Linked DNA regions of Sus scrofa: region 2 is linked to region 1. A link is a contact called in public Hi-C data. All regions are on one chromosome and are shown on one strand. Each heading gives the region's core, a stretch centred on a gene start, on an enhancer-like site or on the middle of the called end of the contact. The rest is flanking DNA. Distances are from core to core; before and after follow the strand shown.

The links. A called contact is a pair of places that touch in the nucleus more often than the background predicts.
Region 2: a contact with region 1 is called in a Hi-C map of retroperitoneal adipose tissue, with 2.2 times the contacts expected there. The contact joins the promoter of ABHD16B here to the enhancer-like site in region 1. A contact is called at or near these places in 1 of 5 promoter capture datasets (liver), 14 of 47 Hi-C or Micro-C datasets (alveolar macrophages, blood, embryonic fibroblasts and 10 more) and 2 of 2 datasets of contacts at active chromatin or transcription factors (alveolar macrophages and skeletal muscle).

Annotation. Positions count from the first base shown.
Region 1 is chr17:62,676,943-62,683,391 of Sscrofa11.1, reverse strand. ZBTB46 (zinc finger and BTB domain-containing protein 46) reads left to right here. Exons shown (of 5, transcript XM_021077467.1): 3 at 5,995-6,279. Among named protein-coding and RNA genes, the nearest start is that of SLC2A4RG, 24 kb to the right of the region's middle. Within about 2 kb of position 4,006, at least 11 of the 83 cell types and tissues checked have an H3K27ac peak or open chromatin away from gene starts, as enhancers often do. A contact at or near this core is called in omental adipose tissue and retroperitoneal adipose tissue, where this site is marked.
Region 2 is chr17:62,726,465-62,732,913 of Sscrofa11.1, reverse strand. ABHD16B (protein ABHD16B) reads right to left here and starts at 2,919. Exons shown (of 1, transcript XM_021078034.1): 1 at 854-2,919. The coding sequence starts at 2,852. The coding sequence ends at 1,440.

The DNA of each region.
Region 1 (6,449 bases), core at 2,757-5,256:
TCCCGTCAAACCATCTCGCCGCCGGTGCATTTGGTGAGGGGGCCGTCAGAGCCTGTCCAGCCTCTCCCGGGGCTCAGTCCGCTCTGAGGCTTGCCCGACGCCACCCGAGTGACCTCTGATAAGTCCACGAGCCCCAGCACCCCGCCGAGGGACAGAAGCCCCCAACGCCCCTCTGTCCTTGGACCCCACGGACCTGACTTTTTCCGTCCTGCGCTGCCTTTGTCCCGTGGCTGTGTCTGACGACAGCAGTGCTGGTGCCGTTTGCGGGCTGTGTCTTCCGAGATGGGTTTGCCGCCGCGTCCCTGGCAGGCTGTGGGCCGTGTCCGTCCCCTGGATGCGCCGTCGGCCTGTCTGGCCTCTTGTCTGTTGGCATCTGGGCTGCTGCCCAGTGTTGCTCTTACGCGTGAACCCCCTTTCTGGCGGGCGTCTTCTGGACGTGTGTTTTCATCCTCCCGAGGGCTGGCTCTCAGGGAAGGGGTGACTTCCGATTCCCAAGGAGCAGCCAGGCCTCCCCCGAGGGGTCGCATGTCTGCCCCCAGTGAGGCGTGAGGGGTCGGGTGCCTCAGACCCTCCACAGCTTCACGTGGGGTCTGTGCACTTCACTGTAACCGTGGCAGCGTGAGACTGACAGATGCCCACCCCGCAGTCGTCAGCACAGAGAACGTCTCCCCGCCCCGGGCTGTCCCCTCCTGCTGTTTCTGTCACCACCCCCCACCCCCATGCCAGCCTGGGGGCTGCAGGGAAGGGCCCCGTCGCTGCGTGCCCACCTGGCCGCTAGTTTCCGTTTAAGCTCATGGGACTTGAGAGCCGGGGTCAGAAGGGGGCAGAGCGATCCCGTGTACCCGTCACGCAGTTGCCCCCCGGCGCAAGTGTCTTGAAACTGCAGTCAGTGTCGCAGCCAGGAAACCGACGGTGTCACAGCCCCCCAGCCCGGCACAGGCGCTACCAGGGGAGCCTGGGCCGCCCCCTCCCACCCCAGCCTCGGAAGCTCTTGTCTGCCCGCGGCTCTGACTTGCCCTCCGGGTCTGCTCAGGACGCAAACCAGGTCCGCAGACCGCATTCTGTTCTGGCTGGGGACACAGCTGGTTTACTCCTTCCCCTGGTGCTGGAATCTGGGTTATCCGGGGACTTCCGGCTTTTATGACGGAGCCGCCGAGAGGGTCCCGAGTCTTTGTGTCGTTTGCCCTGATGCCTGCCAGGGGTGGGCCGCGGGGCCGCGGACGGCGTGCGTGCAAGGAGCCAAGAGGGTGATTGGCACTGGGGCCAGTGTCGAGCAGACAGTGGACAGCCCTCATCTTTATGGGTGCGTTTATTTAGTTTTGGCTGCCCCTTGGCACGCAGAAGTCCCCGCGCCAGGGATCAGACCTGTGCCATAGCAGTGACAACACCAGATCCTTAACCTACTGTGCCACCAGGGGACGTCCAGGGTTCGTTTTTAAATCTTTGCCACTCCGGAGGGGGCGGTCATCTCTTTATGGCCTGTGAGCGTCTTCCGGTGGGCTTACCAGCTGCCCCTGGTCCTCCCTCATGAGGTCTCTGCCAGGGTCACGCGTGGTGTCCACTTTGAGAGGTGGACCGGGCAGCGGCCTGTGCCGGCTGGGGTCCCGCTGCCCGGGGTCCCGCTGCCCGGGTCCCGCTCCAGTGATGGGTGCTGTCCCTACTTGCCATCAACCCCTCTCTCTGGGGAAACATCCTCTGTATGTTGTGGTGGCGGCTCCTTTGTGAGGTGTGCTTTGTAAAACATCTTCTGAGTCTTTGGCTCATTTTTTCATGTGTCTTTTGAAGAGTAAACACATTTAAAATTTTGACGGGGGCTCCCATTGTGGCTCAGCGGTAACGAACCCGACTCGGATCCATGAGGATGCGGGTTCGATCCCTGGCCTCGCTGGGCGGGTCGAGGATCCGGCACTGCCGTGGCTGTGGTGGAAGCAGGCGGCTACAGCTCCCATTCGACCCCGAGCCTGGGAACCTCCATATGCCGCAGGCAGGTACGACCCTTAAAAAAACAGAAAAAAAAAAAAAAGAAAAGAAAAAAGAAAATTTCTTTTTTTTTATGATTTCCTATAGTTAGTTCCCCTGGTGGCCCAGCGGGTTAAGGGTCAGGCTTGGGTCACTGCTGTGGCACAGGTTCGATCCCTGGCCTGGGACCTTCCACATGCCATAGGAGCAGCCCTCCCCCCCAAATGAAGTCCAGTTTGTGAACTCTTTGCTTTTAGGGCTTGTCCTACTTGGGTCTTGTCCAAGGAACCTTTGCCTAAAGTCGCAAAGATGGTTCTCCCGTGGTTCCCTGGAGGATTGAATTTGCACGCAGGGATCTGTGTGTGTGGCAGGCGAGGGGTCGGCCTTCAGTCACCTTTCCCGGGAGGCGTCCGGCTGTTCCAGCGCTCTGTGCCCAGCTGGGGGCCCTGATGACTCTGCGTGTGTGTGTGTATTTTTTGGTCACACCTGCGGCATGCAGAAGCTCCCAGGCCAGAGACCAAACTCTCGCCACGGCAGTGACAGGAGCCGGGGCAGTGACAAGGCGTTTAACTCACTGCGCCACCCGGGAACTCCTCTAATTTTAATGAAACAGAATTTCTTGTAGGATGGGAAGCCTTGCTGATAGTTACAGAAAGTGAGGAAACCTGATTTTCACTCGGATAAAGAAGCACAACACCCGTAAGAAATAATAAATACACTTGAGACACATAAAGTCAGTTTGGGGAACTTTGCTTTGCTCTGTCCGTGGGCCGTGGGGAGAGGACTGAGGCTGGGTTTGAGCTCTAACCAGGGAGGGTGGGGTCTCCTGGAAGACGGCCTCGATCCGCAGTTTCCACTTCTCCCTCGTCCAGAAGCTTCCGCTGTGTTGCTGCTTGCACATCCCTGTACGCGCAGCACCTGTTCCGTGCACGCGAGACGCGAGACGGCGGGCGGAGCGGGCGGGGCCCTGGAGTCTGCGGACATCTCGGTGCCTCTTGAGAGCATCTTTAGGAGGATGAGGCGCGGGGACTTGGGCAGGTCTTAGAAACCAAGTGTCGGCTTTCACCCAGGCTGTCCCCAGGCCCCTCAGTGAGGGTGGCCCCTGCCATGTCCCCAGCTCTCGTGGCTGCCACAGCCCCTTCCTTTTCCATCATCTGTTTATTCCACTCTGCAACTCACCTTGCATCACTGAGTTTAATTGTTTGGAAAGTCTGCTTATTTTAATTATAATCTCTTTTCTGCTTTTCAGTTAAAAAAGCAGAAAAGTGAGGCCAGTGTTCAAAATGTTACAACGTAGCACTTAGAGGAAGAAGGGCCCCGCCCCGGTTCCGTCCAACGGTGTAGCACTCGGCCCCTTACAGCCAGATGTTGCTGCTTTTCATCCCTGCTGCCTCGTTTATTCCAAAGAGGTCGGCCCGGCAAGCGAGTCCTGAGCGGCCTTCCTGTGGCCCCGGGCAGGCCCCCGTCCAGCCCCAGCAGTGCCGGCCACGTCGCCGGGCGGCTGGAGGGGCCCACTGTCCAGCAGCCCCACATCAGCTGCTGTCGTCCCTCTTCTGGCCCCTGGTTGGTCATTGTTTTAACATCACCATGTAACTTTTTCTCCAAGTCACTGAGTTTAAGTGTGGCGCAAATTCAGAGGCAAAGCTGCTGCATGAGAGATGTAGGGTGGGTGGGGTCCTCGCTCAGGAAATGTCCCTCCTGCAGTGACTTGGGGTCATCCTGCCACACGTGGTGGCAGGGCGGTGGCAGGGCGGCTTGCGCTGGAAGCCTGAGGCTCAGGTCTGAGCCTGGCACCCCGCTCCGGGCTCTCCCCGGGGTCCACCGGAAAGTAGCACTGAATGCCCTGAGCTTAAGCCGGAAAGGCCACTGAAGGTTGCAAAAGTGCCGTGGCTTCTGCTAACGGGTAGGACGACTGCGTGGGTTGCGACTCCGGCTGGCGTACGTGGGATGGTTTTGGCTTCTCGATAGCAGACGCCTAGTAAGGGCACGTCCTGTGGTTTCTCCATAACATCAGACTCTTTATCTGCGAAAGGATTTGTTGCGATGTAAATACTGCTTTCGACTTCCTGTTCTGTTGGTGGAAGTTCGTTTTTGACACCAGCATCTAGAATCCCTCTCTTTGAAGTCAGGCGGTAGCTGGGAGGGGCTCTGCTCTCGCTCTCCCGGCGCCTCCGCCGCCTCCACCCCGGCTCCTGGCCAGGCTCCCCGCCTTCCCTGGGGGAGGTCAGGGCCTTGGGGGCCCGGGGCCCTCCCTGCCGGGCACTTCTTCACGTTCTCACTGGAGCAATACGTTCTGGGGAGAAGGTGCCAGAGGGGGTGCAGGAACCAGCGGGGCCAGCGTGGGGCGCCCTACACGGTGGCGGCCTCACTGTGGAGCCGATGGCGCGATGGTCACGGGTCTCCCGCCCCCCTCGTCGCCCTCAGGACAGACCAGTTCCTTCGTGGTCTCATTTGAATGGTGTCATCCTTCCATCGGCAGACGGCGCGGTGCTGTTCCCAGAACTGGGCTTGCATTCGGGCCTGGGTGCCCGTGGAGAGACCGTGGGGCTGGGGAGGCACAGCCTGGGGCTGCAGCTCGCCGCGCTGGAACCCACGAGGGCTCTGGTGAAGCTGCTGGCCGACCGCAGGTGTCTCGACAGCCTCACGGGCGCCCGGCTTGGACGCGCGAGCCGGTGGCACCTCCTCCGAGTCGTGAGTGTTCCCGTGGCAGTTGTCCAGGTGCGACTTCAGTTTCCCTGCTGTCCCCTCTCCCCGAGGACCCGCTTGCTCACCCACTAGCGTTTTCAGGGTGGTTGACCCGGGAGCCTCCGGGCTCTTGGTGACTTTGTGTCCACGGCTGACTCTCACTGGCGCCTCCCCAGGGACCCCGGTTTCTCTGTAGCTGGAAACCATCTGACTGGTTCACGGCAGTTCTTAGTCTGTGGCCCCCACATCCTTCTTCAGAAGCCACACTGCGTGTGTGGCGGGTATCTTTCAGCTGATCTTGACGTCTCATCCATGCTTTTGAGCTTAAATTGTTAGTATAGTTTAATTAAAAATTTGGTTCAGCAGGTCAGGACCCCAACCAGTATCCATGAGGTTGCGGGTTCGGTCCCTGGCCTCGCTCCGTGGGACAATCCGGCGTTGCCGTGAGCTGTGGCCTAGGTCACAGACGCAGCTCGGATCCCGCATTGCTGTGGCTCTGGCGTAGGCTGGTGGCTACAGCTCCGATTCGACCCCTAGCCCGGGAACCTCCATATGCCACGGGAGCAGCTCAAGAAAAGGCAAAAAGATAAAAAAAGAAGCAACCTCTGCATCCCCCTCAACCCCAGCCGCCCCCCCCAGTCCCCCCAGTCTCCCCCAGCCCCCCTCTGCTGGGCGTTTCGCCAGAATATCCCACAGCATCTGCAGCGTCCGCAGTGTCGTGGGCTCGGGTCCATTCTCTTTACGGCCCATTGTGTCCACTGCGTGGATGGACCCACGGTGTTTCCCCTTCACCAGGAGGGGGGCGCCCAGGCCCCACACCTGACGGGCGCTCTGAGCGTGGACCTGGGTGTCCTGCCAGTGGAACAGCTGGGCCGCGTGGATGCTCTCTTGCCAACCTTTCAGGCCCCCCTGAGGTTTTGCTCCAGCGCTGCCGCAGGCGTGGCTTCCCTGGGGACCAGCCCCATTGAGCCACGCGCCTTGGCTGGCTGGACAGACATCGTCCGAGTCCTTTGGGGTCTGTGGCTTTTTGTCCAGCTATGAGGGCCCTTCGTGTGTTCCGGGCAGGATGTCCTGTCGGGTGTACGGCTGGCAAATATTTGTATTTTATTCCATGTGGAGTGTCGCCCCTTCTTTGGGAGGTGACGCTACGCAGCTGCACCGTCACCTCCTACCTCAGCCCCGGGGACCCCGAGCTGCACCTTGGCTGTGACGTCACTGCTGTCCGGGGGCCTGGCCGGGGGCTGGCAGGACGGGGTGGGCCTGACGCGCAGCAGCTGGGGTCAGGAAGCCGCAGCCCCGGCTTCTGCTGAACTCGGGCCCGTGAGCTCTGACGTGTGCTTCCCTCCCCAGACGCGGACCTGACCGTCGCGGAAGCCGGCAGCTCGGACAGCCGTGGGGAGAGGCCTGAGCTCTTCGCGCACATGGACGAGGGTCTCCTGGGAGGAGAAGCCAGCTACCTGGGCCCGCCCCTCACCCCCGAGAAGGACGACGTGCTGCCCCAGGCCACCGCGGTGGCCAACCTGCGGGCAGCGCTCCGGAGTAAGAACAGCCTGCTGTCCCTCAAGGCCGACGTGCTCGGGGAGGACAGCTCCCTGCTGCTGGAGTACCTGCCCCAGGGCACCCACTCCCTGTCCTGTAAGTGTGTGGCTGCTGGGGTTCTGCGTGTCTCGGGTGACGGGGCTGCCCGCGGCCAGGGTGTGGTGTGAGCGGAGGGGGCGGCAGGGTGCAGAGAAGGCGGTCCCGTGGGGCTGTGGCACCAGGAGGGAGGCGGCCCAGTGCCCAGCCGGGTCAGGGAGGCCGAGGGC
Region 2 (6,449 bases), core at 1,670-4,169, 51 kb before region 1:
AGCAGGCCGGAAAAGAGTTTGCCACACTTCTCAAAGGAGAGGTGTGTACCTGTTACACAACCTAGTCCTGCTAAAACAAGTTCCACGACTACCCTTCTCTGGCTACTTATGGCCTCTGCAAACGAATCTTTTAATGGTATTCAAACCCTTGAGAATGGGACCCTTCTGGACAGCGCACACTCTTCCAGCCAAGCCCCTCTGCATGTACTGATCCCTAGGAAGGAAGCCAATTCCTTCCTCCACCTGGCTGATTCCTCTTACTCAGCTCAAAGCTTGCCTTCTCCTCAGAGGTACTTCCTGGTACCTGAGGTACCTGCCTCTGCTCGCTCTGGCCCAGGTGCATCAAGGCCAGGTCTTGCTCAATTATTTGTCTGACCCACCTGCCTTCTTTCAGCTTTTCCAGGGTTTCTAGCTCAACCCAGCCTGGCCGGCCCATCTCCAGGGGTTGGGGACAGCCAGCAGTCCCTGCTTCATACAATTCAGGGCAAATGGTGAGGAAGTGAATGCCTTACAATGGCAGTGAGCAGAGGCTCGTCTCTCATTCTCTCTTGCCTCCCTGAGCCAGGAACAAAGCAATGAGTGCTCAGTGCAGGTGTGTCTGTAACCCCATATGGACATGCTGCTTACCAAGCCTGGTTCCAGGGTGAACCCCATCCTATAGAAGTTAGGAGTGGAGGAGTTCCCATCGTGGCTCAGTGGTTAACGAACCCGACTAGCATCCATGAGGACACGGGTTCGATCCCTGGCCTTGCTCAGTGGGTTAAGGATCTGGTGTTGCTGCAGTGTAGGTCGCAGACGTGGCTCAGATCCCACATTGCTGTGGCTCTGGCGTAGTCCAGCAGCTACAGCTCCAATTCAACCCCTAGCCTGGGAACCTCCATATGCCGCCAGTGGGACCCTAAAAGACAAAAAAAAAAAAAAAATTAGCCATGGAGTGTGTGGAGGGAACCCTATGAAGCATCAGTAGCATCACACTCCCGAGGAGGCCCAGCTGCTAAGACCTTTATAACCCTCCAGAGCCAGTGTCCTTTCCCAGTTAGGGGTGACTTGCACAGACCCTTCAGCACTCATCTCTCCTGAAGCCATCCTGCCACCTAGGTCAGGTGAAGGACACCTCCTGGAGACCCACAGCCGGTGTTCCCACCATCCTTTTGAGGTGGTCAAGGCACCCATGACACAGCATTGCCATAAACTGGGTCAGGTTAATCTTTGCCTTCCCTGTAGGAGCTGGGAGCAGACGGGGACGTCTGCAAGTGTTGGAGGGAAGAGAAAGAAGGGAAGGGGACGCCCCACTTAAGGAGAGCACCAGGTCCCTATGTCCTGCCCCACCCTCCCCTAGACCCCAGGTCGGGATCCCCAGGCAGGGCCAGCTTTACTGATTTGGAGTGGGGGCGGGAGCGGGAGTGGGGGGGCGGGGGGAGACCGACCCGCAGTTAGGTCTACAGCCTCCAGGGCAACTGGAAGTCCTCTGGTTCCAGCCGGCTGTAGTGAGTCGCCTCCACGTTCTTGAGGTGTTTGCGCGCCAGGAACAGCGCGAGCTGCCGGCGCCGCCGAGGGCTCAGGCCCTGGCCCACCAGCCAGGGGAAGGCGAGCCCGTGGGGCCCCCAGGCCTCCTCGTCCTCCTGCCGGTCCTGGCAGCGCGTGCGGTAGGAGCGCAGCAGGGCCAGGCACCACTCGTCATCCACGTGGTGGCGCGTGTAGAAGGCGGCCTCCTGCGCCAGGCTGCTGGCACGCAGCCAGCGGGTCACGACGGCGCGGCCCTCGCGCGCCATCACGGCGGGGTAGCGGTGCTGCAGCAGACGCAGGAGCAGCTCGTTGCCGCGGTTGCCCTCCACGTCGCCGGACGGCAGGGGGCGCAGGTGGCCCGAGGTGCTGACCACGTCGTCCTGCGTGCGCCGGAGCAGCAGCACCGGCCCGGGGTAGCGACACAGCTGCTCCGCCACGTTGAGGTTGAAGTGCTCGCGCACGGTGCGCACCACCAGCCCCTTCCAGCAGTGCGGCATGACCTTCAGCGCCAGTGGCACGAGGTCGTCGAAGGTGGCGTCCAGCACCAGCGCGCCCAGCTCCGGGTACGTCATCGTGGCCCAGGTGGCTGTGAAGCCGCCGATAGACCAGCCATAGACCACCACGTGCGCGGGTGGGAAGTGCAGGCGGTGCAGCGCGTACTTGACCACCACGTCCATGGCGTTAGCATCATGCTGAGGGAACGGCGCGCCCGTGCTGCCCCCGAAGCCCGGGTGGTTCCAGCCCAGCACCGAGTAGCCGGCCTCCAGCGGTGCCGCGAGGCAGCCCATCTCGTAGAAGCCTGCGTTGCCTTCGCAGCAGATGACGAGGCGCAGGCCGCGGCCCTGGCCGCCCGGACATTGGCGGCGGTCCATGAACATCGTGTCGATCTCGTTGCCATCGCAGGCCACCAGCTTGGCGCGCCGGCCGCCGTAGCGCTCCACCAGGCGCTCCTGGCCCTGCTGCAGCAGCGGCAGCAGCGCGCGTGTCATCAGGAACATGGAGCCGGGGTACACGAGCCAGCGGCCCAGCGAGTGGGCCAGCGCGTAGCTGGCCAGCTGGCCGGGCAGCTCGCGGATCTGCTGCAGGAGGCATTGCGCCTGGCTGCGCGCCCCGCGCGACGGTCGCCCGGGCGCATCCCCGCCCAGCGCCGCGCCACGCAGGAGCCACACGCCCGCCGCGGCCGCCGCGCACGTCAGCGCGCCGTGACCGCTGCCACCCCCGGCGGCGGCGCACACGTCGTCCCAGCGGAAGTCCACCGGCCAGTCGCGGAAGTTGTAGGTGTAGTTGGCGGTCAGGTAGATTTTGAACACGTGCACCAGCGCCTTCACGAAGCAAACGACGCACATGGGCGTCGAGGCCACCGGGCGCCACCTGGGCCCTAACGCCCTGCGGCCCGGCCGGGCTCACGGCGGGAGGCCCCGGCCCGGCCTGGAGGGCGGCGGCAGGGGCGAGCGCGCGCAGGGCTGCCGCGGGACATGCCTCCTCAGGGCTTGGCCCTCGTGGCCTTTGTGACCTGGGCCTTCCAGGGTCCAGGAGAGGCGGCATCTGCCCGGCGCGTGCCGGCTTTGTGAGTCACTGTGGCTGCGGAGGAGGAGCCACCCTGCGCTGAGCACACAAAGGGTCCCTAGGGCGGAGGACGCCCGGCCCGGCCCCGCCCCCAGGACATAACGTGGGGCCCGGGGCCAGGCCCCAGGCCCCAGGCCCCAGGCCCCGCTTCCCCAGCTGCCCAGCCTCCCACCTACACCGGAGCGGCCTCCAACAGCCTCCTCCTTGAACTGTAGGTGGACAGACAGGCCGGAAATCAACACCCTGACCGCTTCCTGGGTGGAGGCCTGGCTCTCACTGGGAAAGATACACCCTGAACCAGCTTGCCCCCTGCTCCTGCCCCAGGTAGCAAGCTGGTGGGCGATGGAGCAGAGGCAGGAGGAAGCAGCCTTGGGGATCAGGCTGTGTGAGAGTCTGCAGAGGCTGGGGGGTGGTCCTGGAGGAGGCTGCTAGGAGGGGTCCCCTGCCCAGCCTCCCTGGTACCAGGGAGCAGCCCAAGAAATCCCACAGAGAGCAGCAGAGGCTGGGAGGGGGCTGCGCTGGAGCAGGAAGGCAGTGTTTGCTCTCTGTCTGTGCCCTGCCCTCCGCACCTTCCTTCCCAGGAAAGGGGTGCGAGCAGGCTGGAAACCCCCCCGCCTGCCCTGGGTCCTCTTTCTACCGCGCCAGCAGAGGCGGTGACCTTCTCCAGGTGGGTCCTGCCTGGCCAGTGTTCCTCATTTTCGGCCCCCTCAAACCGCCCTGCAAGTTGTGCCTTCCTCTTTTCTGGAGGGTTCTGGTGGGTTCCCCTTTTTTTCTAGGACCTAAGCGGGCCAGCCAGCCCACCTGAGGGCAGAGGGGGCCAGGTAGTCATGCAGGGAGCCTGGACCAGCTGGGCTCTAGGGGCTCACTGAGCAGTTGCCTGGACCTGGCCAACCCAGGCAGACCTCCGGAGCCCGAGGCCTGCCTCAGAGGCTCCAGCCCTTGGGGAGGGCCTCCAGGCCCCAGCCTGTCCTCTCTGCCCAGGCACCCTGCCTGTTCAGCTGAGTCGGGGACTCTGCTGGCCCTGTCAACCCCACCAGGCGTGGGGAGCAGAGGGGAGAGCTGTTGCTGGCCTCAGCGGTTGCTGGGCGGGAGGGGTCCATGGGCCGAGTGAGTGAGCTGAGGGCTGGAATATCCCCCTCCGCCAGTCCCAGGTAAGATCCAGAACTGCCAGTTAAATCTGAATTTCGAATAAACAGCCAATACTTCTTGAGTGGAAGTATGTCCTAAGTGTTGCATGAGACACACTCATGCTGAAATATTACTTATCTGAAGTTCAGCTCTAACTGGATATCCTGTTTGTAGGTTTGTTGGGAGATTTTTTTCGTTTTGTTGTTTTTAGGATTTTTTTTTCTTTTTGTCTTTTTAGGGCCGCACCTGTGGCATTTGGAAGTTCCCAGGCTAGGGGTTGAATCAGTGTTGTAGCCCTACACCGCAGCCACAGCAACACCGGATCAGAGCTGCATCTGTGACCCACACCACAGCTCACAGCAACACCGGACCCTTAACCCACTGAGCGAGGCCAGGGATGGAACCTGCGTCCTCATGGATGCCAGTCAGATTCGTTTCCACTGCGCCCCGACAGGAACTCGTGTTTTTTTACTAACTCTGGCAACTCTCCCCCCAGCACCCACTCCCTCCAGCCACTGAAATCCAGGCCTTCCCCCTGGATTGGCTGCCCAATTATTGGTCAAGTCCTGAGGACCAAGAGGGGGTCGCGGAGCCACTGGCCGCCTGGGAAAGGGCTCTGCGGCTGCTCCCACTGTGCTGCAAGTACCTCGCCTCTTTACTGGGTCCTGGGTGGCATGAGGGGCAGGGGGAAGCTGCCCCAGGAGGGAGCCCACAGGGAACCCCCCTGGCATCAGAGTGGGCAGAGCTGCCCATGCGGATTGGTGAGGATTTGTCTTCCTGAAATGTCCAGCCTGGGCCTGAGGTTAGGGCTGGAGATGGAGCCCTGGGGGCGGGGCTCACTCCCTTACAACCTCACTCCCTTAGGGAGGCTGTTCATCTGGGCCAGGGAAGGTGGGTACAGACCCAGAGGCTCCAGGCTCGTTTTGTGAGACAGCAGGAGTGACCCCAACAGCAGAGCAGAGGTCCTCATTGCATCCTCGGCCCGAGGCCAGGCAGACACGGGGCGCGCGCGGGGGGGGGGGGTGTGTGTGTCCACCTGGCATGTTGGACGCATCACATTTTGCTTTGATGCCCCAGGGAAAGAGGGCCTGGGGGCTGTCTCCCGTCTCCCTTGGCTCTGAGGCTTGTGTTTGCAAATAGAGCCTTCCCTTCACCCCGGCCCTGCCCTTGGCTCCCCCGGAAGAGCAGGAAGCTGGGGCTGGGCGGGGGGCAAGAACCGGATTCTGAGGGGCAGAGGCCCGAACGCTGGAGCCGCTAGCCCCCAGGAGTCCTCACCCTGAGTCTGGCCTGGCCCCTGCCCCCAGCCCCCAGAGCCTGAGTGCCCCAGAACCACCAGCTCTGTCGAGACAGGAAAGCACGTGACAGGAAGGCCACCCTCCTGCTGCTGTCCCCTCTCCAGAAGAACCCCCAGGCTGGACCAGCTGCAGCAGCAGTGACCTCTTGTGCCCCCCATGTGCTCAGTAAAGGTGGGCCGTGTCCCCAGTTTTCAGGTCTCAGGGGGAGGAGGCCTCCCCCAGGGACCACCAGGCCGACCTCAGAGCCTTGCATCCCACCCCAGAGCCTGCTGGGTTCTGTGACCTCTGGCCTTGGCTCTGCAGGCCTCCCACCCTCCCCCACTGAGGCCAAGCACCACCCCCCACTTCTGCTCAGCCTCCCTGGAGGCCCCATGTATGCTGCCAACCTTGAAGAAGGAACCGAGGGAGAGTGAGAAAGCCAGTCCCAGAGGCTGAGGGGTGGGGCTGGGATCAGAACCCCCGACAGAGGGTGTCCAGCCTTGAGAAAGCTGCAGCCGCCACGGGAGGGGAGCTGAGTTTGCACAACCGCCTCTGCTCAGGAAATAGGGTGCGGGGAGGGTGGGGGGTGGCTGGGAGCCTGAGGACAGGAGGGGACGCTTCCTGGCGGATGCGGGGTCAAAGAAGGGGCGGAAATGGCCAAGACAGCTGCTGAACATCTGGAGTCACAGTTACCCGGCACCCTCACGGGTGGTGGGGTTTGTGGGCGGGCACATGCCCGGCCGTCTCTGTCTCCCTTCCCTCTGTGCCCCCTTGGTGAAACTTGGGGGTGGGGTCAGGAGCCCTACAGGCCAGTCTGAGGGGGGTTAGATCCCTGGGGCTCAGCACCTCTGGGTGGTGCCCAGTCTGTACCATTTTGCAGACTCTAGTGGGTGCAGGGTGCCCTGGGCGTTGTGCAGGCCACAGCCCTGCTCCCAGGATAGTCACGCCTGGCTGGGAGCCCAGCTGAGCAGGCCT